Linked DNA regions of Mus musculus: region 1 is linked to region 2. A link is a contact called in public HiCAR-type data. All regions are on one chromosome and are shown on one strand. The core of a region is the stretch at or near the end of the contact, and the rest is flanking DNA. Distances in the headings are between cores, read along the strand shown.

Region 1 (6,213 bases), core at 2,801-5,300, 640 kb before region 2:
GCAATTTAGGGTGGCCTTGAATTGGTGACCATTTTGTGTTGGCCTCCCAAGTGCTGGAATTATAGGTATAAGGATTTAAACCATGCTACGCACCATGGTGTGTGTAGCATCTGAGAGGCTGAAGCAGGAAGTTCAAGAGTTCAAGGCCAGCATGGGCTACACAGGGGACCTTGTCGGATAAAAGAAAGAAAGGAGGGAAAGATGGAAAGAAAGTGTTTTACTAAGGTATTTATTGCTGCTGCAGTGAAACACTATGGCTGAAAAGCAAGTTGGGAAGGAAAGGGTTTAGTTGCCTTACACTTCGCATCATTTGTTCATCCTTGGAGGAAGTCAGGACAGGAACTCCAGCAGTGCAGCAACCTGGAGGCAGGAGCTGATGCAGAGGCCATGGAGAGTGCTGCTTACTGGCTTGCTTCCCATGGCTTGCTCAGCCTGCTTTCTTATAGACCCAGGACCACCAGCCCAAGGATGGCTCCTCCCACTATGGGCAGGGCCCTCCCCCATAATCTCTAATTAAGAACATGCTCTACAGCCTTGCCTAGAGTCCAGTATTATAGAGGTAAATGTTCGGTTGAGGTTCCCTCCTCTTAGACGACTCCAGCTTATATCAACTTGACATAAAACTAGCCAATGCATGAAGGAAGAAGGAAGAGAAAGCAGAAAGAAAGTGAAAGATAATGGAGAAGATGAAAAGGGTATAAGTGGAACAGAAGTGGGGTGAAGGAAGGTGATGGGAGAAGAATATGAGTGGATTATGTCATGTGCACTATGAGATGTACGATGAAACCCATTATGTGCTACTAGTATATGCCGATAAAAATTGAGAAAAGAATGCAGTTTACTTTTTAATATTTATTCGATTAATTTATTTTATGTATATAAGCACTCTATCTGCATGTACATGTATGTGCCAGTAGAGGGCATCAGATCCTATTACAGGTGGTTGTGAGCCACCATGTGGTTGCTGGGAATTGAGCAGCCAGTGCTCCTAATCACTGAGCCATCTCTGCAGCCACAAGAATGAAATTTAAATGGCACTTGAGCTAGTCACTAAGAGCAGGCTGGTGTGGGCAAGTGGCATTGCTCTCTCTGACCCATTCCTTCATATTGCTATGTCAAATGTCCTTGTCATCTGTCTCTCAAGGGACTATCAAGTCCTTGAGGGCAGGCGCCATGCCTGAATTATCTCAACAACAACAACAACAACAATAACTGAAGTAAATAAATAGTTACTGAGTTTCCTTTATATGCTAGCCTTGTGCTAGCCATTCTGTGGGTATTACCTTATTAAAGTAGGGGCTCTCACCTTCCCAATGCTGTGATCCTTTAATACAGTTCCTCATGCTGTGGTGACCCTCAACCATAAAATTATCCTCATTGCTACTTTGTAACTGTAATTTTGCTACTGTTACGAAGCATAATGCAAATATGTGATATGCAGGATAGCTGAGATGAAAGGGTTGAGGACTGGAGAGATGGGTCAGTGGTTAAGAGCCCCAACTACTCTCCCAGAGGTCCTGAGTTCAATTCCCAACAACCACATGGTGGCTCACAACCCTGTGTAATGGGATTTGATATGTCTGAAGACAACTACAGTGTACTCATACATATACAATAAATAAATCTTTGGGTCAACAATATGAAGTAACCAGTACCCACCAGAACTGTGTCTCTAGTTGCATATGTAGCAGAGGATGGCCTAGTCGGCCATCAATGGGAGGAGAGGCCCTTGGTCTTTCGAAGATCATATGCCCCAGTACAGGGGAACGCCAGGACCAGGAAGCAATAGTGGGTGGGTAGGGTAACAGGGCTGGGGGAGGGTACAGGGGACTTTCAGGATAGCATTTGAAATGTAAATGAAGAAAATATCTAATAAAAAAAGAGAGGGTTGAGACCCACAGTTTGAGCACTGTGGGATTAAATCCTCAACATATTTTATCAAAGGAGCTGCTATCATCAGTCCCATTGGCCTCTTAAGGGGGATAAACAGCTTGTCCACGAACACAGCCAGCACAGAGCAGAGATCTCATCCATCCAATCTTTGCTCTTCTTGGACCATGTGTTATTTTGCTTGTGTATCCAGTTGATGTTTAATAAGTATTTATTGAACAGAGAATTGCATACAACAAAAGAGGTTTTTTGGTTTTCAGAACAGAGAACTGGGAACAATTCTCCCTGAAGAGGTGGACCAAACTGAACATGAAAAGGGTCTACTTGATTCCCCAACACAGCTGGTTGAAAGTAACGCCATTTTCTGTTCTACAAACAACCATGTTCTATAGCAGCATGAACACTCTTCTCCCTCTCTCCCTCCTCTCCTTCCTCTCCTTCTCCCTCTTTTTTCCTCACCCCCTCTGTGTGTGTGTGTGTGTGTGTGTGTGTGTGTGTGTGTTAGTGATGACCCCCACCTCCAAGGGAACTCTGTCACCTTCCTGGGACTTCATTTACAAACCGGAGTGACAATTTCTTTACACTTCCTTCTGGCAATGGGAGAAATATCATTTCCCCTTGAGAGATATAAACTACACGTCAGACGCTCTGAAGAAGAGCAGAAAAGAACCTTCATATTTAATATTTATTGAATCCTACTTAACCCAGCATTTCCCAACCCCTTTGCCTTACATAATAATGCTCATAACTAATTCCACACTTTGTCTTTTTTATGTGGCTGGGTGCTTTTGAAGAGGCACTTTCCAGTATCCTGTATGCTCAGGAGATAACCACGGGACGTGGCTTCCAGTTGTTCCTCAGGGATCAAAGCTGCAACTATGATTATGAAATCCTGAGATTTGTTAGAAAGGTTTAAAGGTTCGGCAAATTTACAGGTCATGGCTAGTTTCCTGAAATGGACCACAGGGGGCGCTAGTGGACTGTCATAATGACTGCCACACTCCAGACTTGGCAAGGAAGGGCCAGGCTGGAGCTGTGGCAACCAGGGGCACTTGAGCAGATCCTTTCTCAACTGAATGGAAAGCTACTGAGAACTTGCTCCTATCCCTTTTGGATTTCTGTTTCTTCTGGATGGGTGGTGGTGGTGGTGGTGGTGGTGGAAGAAAGGGACAGAATTCAGAAAAGAAATCTTTTGCCCTTATCCTCAGAGATCAGGTGGGGGGTGGAATCCCATAAAGCAAGACTTTTCATCTACATATCAGTGGCTTGTGCTCACTTTGAGCCAGCTGTGGTTGACCATGGAAGGCCTTATTTTTTTCTTTATAAATTCTTTTATTATAAATTAAAAAGGAGGGCGCAGGGTGTGGTATGCACGACTCTAAACCTGGCAGTCAGAAGGCTAAGGCAGGAAGATGGGGAATTCAAGTCTAGCCTGGGCTACATATTGCTATCCATACAGGGGAGAGACAGATGTCTTTAGAATATACATTTGTTTAAATTAAAAAAAACCCTTAATGTTCTATAACTTTGCTGCTTTTAATGATCTGGCAGGCTATAAGGGGCTTTGGTGCAAAATGGACATACATATCTTTTTATCATCTTTGTCATGTGGCACATATTAATGAAGGCAGCCCAACTTAAACACAATTAACTCATGGAGTGACTTTCCCCCTTTTGGGTGCTAGGGACTTAACTCAGGGTCTTGTGTATACAGGCAAAGTCTCTACCACTGAGTTAACATTCAAGTCCTTCGGAAATACTTAGCAGGCTATTGGTTTCTTTCTGTGTATGTCCTGTCTTCCCAACCAATACTCCCTGAATGTAAGGGTTCCATTTAGGAAGACTCCTTCACAAAAGCCTTTTAAAAGCTTGCCCTCAGAAGAAAGTATAAATGGGAATTGGACGGTAGCCCACAGGCAGAGGCAGAGGCTATGTTCCCACAGAGATAGTCTGTACATGGCTGGTTCAGAGAACTTTTGAGTTTAGAGGATTTTCAACATTCAGTTAACAGCATCATTTCTTTGTATATAGAAAGTGACCAAGGCTCTCAAGTGAGGCTGCTCAGTACCAGCCCTTCCAGTGCTCGAGGTTCTGACTCCTGTTCTTAAACAGGGTGCAACCTCCCAGTACTACAATCGACCTAGTCCTGGGTGTTCCAGAGATTCCAGATGTTAATCTTCACCAGCAGCGAGGGGTGTGAAGCATCACATCACACCCACCAGGGCTCCACTACCCTGTGAAACAACTTGTTTGGACAATTTCATCTTTGTCCGAATGGGAGCAGAAGAGGAAGCCGACGCGGAACACCGAGCTCAGTTGAGGATCTCTGACCAGTCACTACCCCGCTCCTCTCGCAGGGATGCTGGGAAGAACTTGGACGTGACAGAGGAGACAGTTTACACTCTTGGAAAGTTACTGGTGCCTTAGAATTCCAGGAAGTGCTGAATCATAGAGTCACAGACTAGGAAAAGCTTCATAAGAAAAAGATGAAATGAGTATCCGCCGAACACCTTCCATAAAGTGGGGTATATTTTACTTCAACCTCAGTCGCTCCGCTCTGGGTGAGGAAACCGAGAACCACAGTGGAGTAGAAACTTGGCCCCAGTTACTGAACCCGTAAGCTCAGATTTGGACTAGGTTGTCAAATGATGGAGTCATTGCTGGGAACTATTATTATATCAAGGGGTCCTATTTTCACTTTCTGGTTCCAACCGCAGGTAACACAGCACACACTTGTGCGCGATGCCCTCGTCTTTCTTCAGAGCCTTCACTAATAGCAAAGTTCTCAAAGTCACTTGTGAATGTCAAGTTCTCCCTAGGATCTAACTGCAGTCCCTTCAGAGGCACTGCCCTCAGGGGACACGGAAAATGGCTGTAACAGTCCCAGCAGCAGCTTCCCTGACTGGGTTCCAAATTGCTTCTGTTAAAAGAATTGCCAATTCAAAACACATGCGCTGTCTTCAAGCTGGGCCCCACCCCAGATGCTAGGCTTGTTTGAGCCCCTTTCAGGCTTAGCCTGGATACCAGTCCCAATCAAGCCTGGGGACCTAGACAGACAGCAATCAAGATGGAGAAAGGCTCCTCTTCCCCTCTCACACTCCAGCCAAGCCTCAGCTGGGTCTGCTTTCTAAAGCATTTTCTAGGACTAACATTTTATGTAAACACACGAAGGGCCTCATCCTGCCAGGGCTTTGCCAGGAATGAGAAAACACCATTTCTTACGTAGAGACTTGCACATTTTCTATGTCTCTTTCCTAATAGAAAAATCTAGTCCTTTAGAACAAATGCGCACACGGATGACAGGACGTAAGGAGATACAGCCAATGGTGCAGTGGTTTGCATGGAAGAACAAATGAAAGCTTGTGGCAAATGTAGGGGACTTGGAAGCCAAAGATCTGTGTTTAAATATCAACAATGTCTCCTAGCAACTGTGTAATCCTTGGCTTGACTTCCCTGAGTATCAATTTTCTCCTCCATGAAATAAAAGTAATAATACCTAACTCTCCAGGCATGGTGGTATGTGCCTGTAAGCCTAATGCTTGAGAGGCAGAAGGATTATGAGTTCATGTTCTGGGCTACATAGCATGTTCCCAGCCAGCCTGAACTGTATAATAGGACTCGGCTTCAAAGCAGCAACAATAATAATGCTTAACTAATCAGGTAAAGTTACTAAATGCTACATAAAAAATTGCATTTATTTACTGGTAACAAGGGAATAAACCTATGGCCCTGTCCTGGTTTGCTTTCTATGGCTGTGTAAAGGCCTGGTCAAAACCAATTTGGGTAGGAAAGGTATATTTCAGCTTATGTGTCCTGACACTAGGGAACTCGGCGTAGAAAACCCAGGAAGGGGCCTGGAGGCAGGAACTGTAGCAGAAGCCATATCTCCCCCCCACACCCCAGGACTTGCTTAGCCTGCATCTTTTGTTTGTTTGTTTGTCTGTTTCAAGACAGGGTTTCTCTGCATAGCCTGAATGTCATGAAACTAGCTCTGTAGAGCGGGCTGGTCTCAAACTCATAGAGATCCACCTGTCTCTGCCTCCGGAGTACTAGGAGGGCTCGTGAGTCACCACCTGGTCTAGCCTGTACTCTTATATAACCTAGGACACACCTGCCCAGAGGTAGCACCTCTCACAGTGATTCATTTCAGTCATCCATCAAAGATGTGCCCCAAAGGCTTGTCCACTGGCCAATCGGATGGAGGAACTTTCTTAACCGAGATCCCCCCTCTCCTCAGATGCTTCTAGCCTATGTCAAGTTGACAAAAAGACCAACCAGTACAGCCCTTGTGCATGCTGAGCACATGCTCTGGCACTAAGTTAT
Region 2 (5,529 bases), core at 1,269-3,768:
AGGATGCAGAGACTGCGAACACACTTTAACAACATGTTAAGTCCAATGACTGCAAACTCAGCTATGGGGAAAGTCTACAGTGAACGAATCCCAGGCACAAAGAGAAGTGGTCATCAAACACTAGGCTTGCTCTGCAAGGCTGGGGTTCACTCTCAGTCTTAGCTCCCATAAAACCCATTGGACTTAAATCCCCACCCTTGGACATTTGTGAGTTAAGGGAAATCAGGCCTTGTGTCTTTCCTTCTTAAGAAATAATGCTCCAGGTTTTAAGGTAACCTCACATATGAAAGAAAACGTCACCTTGAGAATAAAGAATTTATGGAGTGCCGTAAGTATGCCCTCTCTATATAGTAGAGACCAAGAGGAAACCAAAGGTGTCTGAAATATTCATGATACCTAAGGAGGTACACAGACAGGAGCTTTATTTTAGTAGTTGTTTTATTGCTCCACTGTGCCCTTGATATAAGCAAAGAAGCTGGACAGAAGCTGGAGAACCTTCTCATGGTGAAGACATTCTGTCTAGAAATCCATGTTTCACTGTAGCATAACAAGAACATGAAATTGATGCATATGCCAATCCTTAGAATCCTTGGGAGAAAGAGACTAAACTGAAAGTCTTTTACTGGAAAGGGGGTGGCTTAATAAACCAGGTTCTTAGCGAATGAGAAGGAATGATAAGAGAGAGAAATTTACATGGAGTCATGGACAAATGGTGACACTGTTGATGTGTATGAAAAGAGGAAACAGACAAAACTGGAGAGAAGGGGACTGGATGACCAATGGGAGAGTGACAGTAGTCCTCTCCACCCGGTTCTAGGCACACTCACCAGAGCCATCTTATTGTCGCGCCCCCCCCCCCCCCCCTAGAATGGGAGGCGCCTCTCTCCAACAGTGGGAAGGATAAAGGTGGACACGGAAGTTGTCAACATGAATCTGGAATCGTTCCCACGAAGCTTGCTTGCAGCGGGGCTTCAATGCTAACCCCACCCCTTTCTGTTTTTAACCTAAGATTTAACAGATGGTGGGAGGAACAAGAACCTCTTAGTTTAAAAAAGAAATCTATAGATTCAGGACCCCCTTTCCAAAAGCTGCGGAGTCTGGGGAGAGGGGCTTCAAGCTTACGAACGAACTCCACGGGATTGATCGCTCGCAGCAGAGTGGTGGAAAAACACTGTTGATAAGGCTGTCTGGAGCCAGCCTGTGGAAGGCCTTGGATTTCAGGACAGAGGGTTTGGACTTGGTCCTGGAGGCAGAGGGAGCCAGAGAAGACTGGGGGGGGGGGGGGGGGGTGAGCACTTGATGAAAGAGTTCCTCAGTCACTCAAGAAAAATCACTTGCACAGCTCATTCTTCTCCTTAGAAAACAATCTCAGAACTTAGCTTCAAATGTACCCCCAATTCAGCAAAAAACATATACCAGCCCCTGCAAGGCTCCCATGGGGAGTTCATGAGTGCAGGCTCAAAGCATAATCTGTGTTTTACTTGGCATTTTAGCATGTCTATGGGTGATGCATGTCCTCAGATGAGGACAGGCTGATATGATTAAACATTTTTATATCAGTTATTCTGACTCTCTCATGGTGCCTTCCTACCCCCACCTCACCACCAGCCCCCATCCCCCTTTTCAGCCTTCCACTTCAGGCCTTCTAGATATTCGGAGTGAAGTGCTTAGAAAAGAGATGAGTATCGTCCTTAGTAGCACCTGTGTGGTGCATAGTCTCAGCACAAGAGGTTTGCAGGGATCCAGCCACTGCTTTCTTAAGGTCTCTGGATATCACGTGGTTCCTAGGAGTCTGGCATGTGGTGTCTGGCACTTGGCATGTCGTGTATGGCAAGTGTTCAACCAGAGTCACAGTGTTTATGGTACATATGGCTTTAGCTGGTATCTAGCTTGGTTTGCTTCCTCCCATCCTTCTTGCTTAAGGCCTTCCCTCTGTTCTCTCACACCTCTCCCCTACTTTCTTTTAGACTGTGGGTTCTAGTCTTCTCCTTCTCTTTCTTCTCCTCTCTTCTTACTTTCTATCTCCTTGTAACTTTCCTTTTTCTCTAGAGGAACTGGGAAAGACAAGGGTGTGTGGGCGGCCATGGAGTCCCTCCAAGGAAAGTGTGAGGCTTTGGGCAAAAGAGATCTCTCATTTCTTCCAAACATAGGTCTAATCTGAACAGCCTCCAGGCTCTAGACTCCAATCCAACATCAGTGGTTTCAGTCGGCCTCCGTGAGGAAGGGCCCCAGGGATGCTCTGTTGTTAGTCTTGTCTTGGAGAAAACCAAGTCTCTGAATTTACTTGTTTCACAGAATGGGGCACCCACATTCCCTTTCCTAAGCCACTACAGCCCCAGAGAGGCTCCTCTGAGCGAGAGGCCTGGCTGCAGAGAAGCAAGACTTCATTAAGGATTTGATTTATCCCCAAATGATCTATTGTTATGCATCAAACATGTTTTCCCTCCAAAGCAGTTGGCAGGCAGCACACAGATAAATTACTACAAGATGTAACCATACAAGCTGTTCAAAAGGAAAACGGTTCTCTGTGTGTGGAGCTCAGGAGAGCACATCTATAAACATGTGTTGGGAAATCGCTTTGGTATAAGTTGGCTGGAAGAAATGGGAGGCCGCCCTAAAGTACCAGCTTGTTGTGATATGGGACAGTTCTTCTGAGGTCATGGCCCAATGTCTCAGGGGCAAAGAAATAGCAGGCCATTTCCATAGACAAAAGAGCCAGATTTCTTGTTTGCTGGAGAGAAGGGGTTATGAAGATTTTACTTGCAAATCAGGCAGTTAATTACTGCTCTGCTGTGTTTCAGATGAGTAGGATCACACGGCAGCATAGTGCCATTCCGTTCATTAGGAAGGAAAAGCTACTGGGTGTAGCATCATAGAAAGAGCAGAATAAATCACTTCCCAGCCACATGCCCTTACTAGCTCTGAGATCCAACGCATCTCGGAGATGCTGCTCTCATTTATCAGATCAGAAGTTGAGCATGCATGCCTCGCTTTGACAAGGTTAGAAGATCTATCTCTTGTCTTGGGGAATTATATCCTACAGGAAGATAACCCCAATGATAAAGTGTTTTTCACTCGAATGCATAAGGACCTGAATTCAATCTCTGGAACCTGCATATTAAAAGCCAGGTGTGGTGATAATGCACTTGTAATCCCAGTGCTAGAGGTTTGGAGTCGTGGAAATCTGAAACTCAACGACCAACAAGCCTAGGCTATTTAACAAACTCAATGCCAGTGACAGAGTCTGCTTCCTCCAAAAGATAAGAGCCCAAGGAATGACACCCAAGTTGTCTTCAGACATCAACACTTATATCCACACATACACACATCCTCACATACGATTCAGATACACCAGTACAAACATGTATACGCAGGAATTATATCTGCAATCTGCTGTGTCATTTCACTATAAGCAATGACCAGTCATGATGTGTCAAAATTAAATTAAAATAAATTCTTTAGTCAGTAGCTGCATGGAGCTTGTGGCTACTATGTTTGGTAGCAGAGAGAGAGATTATTTTTATTCTGCTCATAGCTCAACTGGAAAATGGTGTTCTAGACCCTGACAGGGGCAATGTGGAGAATATACATACAATTGCCTCCTGCTTCATGGTTTTCAGGCATATGTGCATATCACAGTGACTTTCAGAATTATGTTTGTAGCAAAGCAGAAATGTTCCTTGATATCCTGTTTTTACAAAAATCTTTATTTGAGGATCTACCCTGGCTACGTCTACAAAGCATGGTGATTGCTGGAAAATCAGAGAGTAGAAAGTAGATGATTTCTTGGCCTTCAGAAAGAGGTCACCAAGGGAGCAAGTATGAGAGACCTTGGCTCCAGCCACAATTGCACTTCAGCAAGTGTGACAGAGTAAAAACAAAAGGAAGTCAAAAAGGAAAGGGGAAAGAAAGAAAAAGTCAAAAACTCTGACCCATAATTGTGCCTGTCCAAAAGAACTGCAGGGACAAAAATGGAGAAGAGCCTGAGGAAAAGGAGGTCCAGTGGCAGGCCCAAAGTGGGATCCAGCTCAAGGGAAGGCTCCAAGACCTGACACTATTACTGAGGCTATGGGGTGCTCACAAAAATGGACCTAGCATGACTGCCCTCCGAAGGACCCAACAAGCAGCTGAAAGAGTCAGATGCAGATATTTACACCCAACCAATAGACAGAAGCAGCTGATCCCTGTGACTGAATTAGGGAAAAGCTGGAAGAAGCTGAGGAGGAGGACGACCCTGTAGCAAGAACAGCAGACTCAATTAACCTGAATCCCTGAGATCCCTCAGACACTGGACCATCAGCCAGGCAGCATACACCAGCTGATATGAGGTCACAACACATATACAGCAGAAGACTGTCAGGTCGGGGTTCAGTCAGAGAAGATGCACCTAACCCTCAAGAGACTGGAAGCCTCAGGGTGGAGGATCGGGGGTGGGGGATAGGGGTAGGGACATCCTCGTGGAGATGTGGGGGGCGGGGAAGTATGGGATGTGGAACAGTAAGAGGGTAGACCAGAGGGGAGATAAAATCTGATGTGTAAAAAAAATTAAATAAAATTAAAAAGAATGATAGCCACCAACCACTTTTTTCTTTAAGCATGATGAGCAGAATCTAAATGGAATTGTGCTAACATGCTCATAAACCTTCTAATGTTCTATTTAACTGCCTTGGAAAAGTCTCAGGAGAGATGAAATCTACCCCAGGAAATGTAGCTAAAGTTTGAGAGGCATTCGCAAGATCATAGCAGAATTATTCCAAACTTTAACTTTCTTTTCTTTTCTCTTCTCTTCTCTTCTCTTCTCTTCTCTTCTCTTCTCTTCTCTTCTCTTCTCTTCTCTTCTCTTCTCTTCTCTTCTCTCCTCTCCTCTCCTCTCCTCTCCTCTCCTCTCCTCTCCTCTCCTCTCCTCTCCTCTCCTCTCCTCTCCTCTCCTACCCTACTGTCCCTTCCCTTCCCTTCCCCTCCCCTCCCCTCCCCTCCTCTTCTTTCCTTCCTTCCTTCCTTCCTTCCTTCCTTCCTTCCTTCCTTCCTTCCTTCCTTCCTCTCTCTCTTTCTTTCGCTGGAGGACTATCTTGCCCTTCTGGGGTAGGTCCAACACATTGATGCTACAGCTGATGGTAATGAGAGCATGGCCTGTTAAGATGAGCCTCTTGATGTCCACAATGTATTATCTTGAGAATAATGGGAGCAAGTACCAGGTAAGTTGGCCTTCTATGGGTAGAAGAAAGGAACAGAAGCAGGTGCTCCATTCACTGCATTTGTTGAATGTTACTAAGTATTCTGGTTATCATATTATACTGGTTCTATGATTTAATCACCACCATATCCACAAAACATCACGCTGATGAACATCCCCATTTTATACATGAAAGACTGAGACACTGGATGATTAAGAACTTACTCAAGGTCACAAGCTGGTAAGTAATGGAGCCAAAGCTTGACCCTGGGTGGTCCAACAAGAATTCACAGTTTCAATCACTGGCTCTGAGGTCTGTTGGGGTAAATAAATTCCCTGTGGCTTGCTTGTGTAAG

What was found. HiCAR-type assays count read pairs that join an accessible place to other places.
Region 1: a contact with region 2 is called in a HiCAR-type map of fibro-adipogenic progenitors, with 8 times the contacts expected there. The contact joins two enhancer-like sites. A contact is called at or near these places in 2 of 39 promoter capture datasets (the 3T3-L1 cell line and hippocampal neurons), 1 of 15 datasets of contacts at CTCF or cohesin (pro-B cells), 71 of 484 Hi-C or Micro-C datasets (the 3T3-L1 cell line, the 63-12 cell line, the C10 cell line and 38 more) and 8 of 115 datasets of contacts at active chromatin or transcription factors (PVALB interneurons, VIP interneurons, astrocytes and 4 more).

Annotation. Positions count from the first base shown.
Region 1 is chr10:88,301,163-88,307,375 of GRCm38.p6, reverse strand. It overlaps a transcript of Washc3 not described here. Among named protein-coding and RNA genes, the nearest start is that of Gm51779, 33 kb to the left of the region's middle. Within about 2 kb of position 4,050, at least 39 of the 459 cell types and tissues checked have an H3K27ac peak or open chromatin away from gene starts, as enhancers often do. A contact at or near this core is called in fibro-adipogenic progenitors, palatal mesenchyme and uterus, where this site is marked.
Region 2 is chr10:87,663,505-87,669,033 of GRCm38.p6, reverse strand. No RefSeq gene overlaps it. Among named protein-coding and RNA genes, the nearest start is that of Gm30073, 130 kb to the left of the region's middle. Within about 2 kb of position 2,518, at least 46 of the 459 cell types and tissues checked have an H3K27ac peak or open chromatin away from gene starts, as enhancers often do. A contact at or near this core is called in fibro-adipogenic progenitors, palatal mesenchyme and uterus, where this site is marked.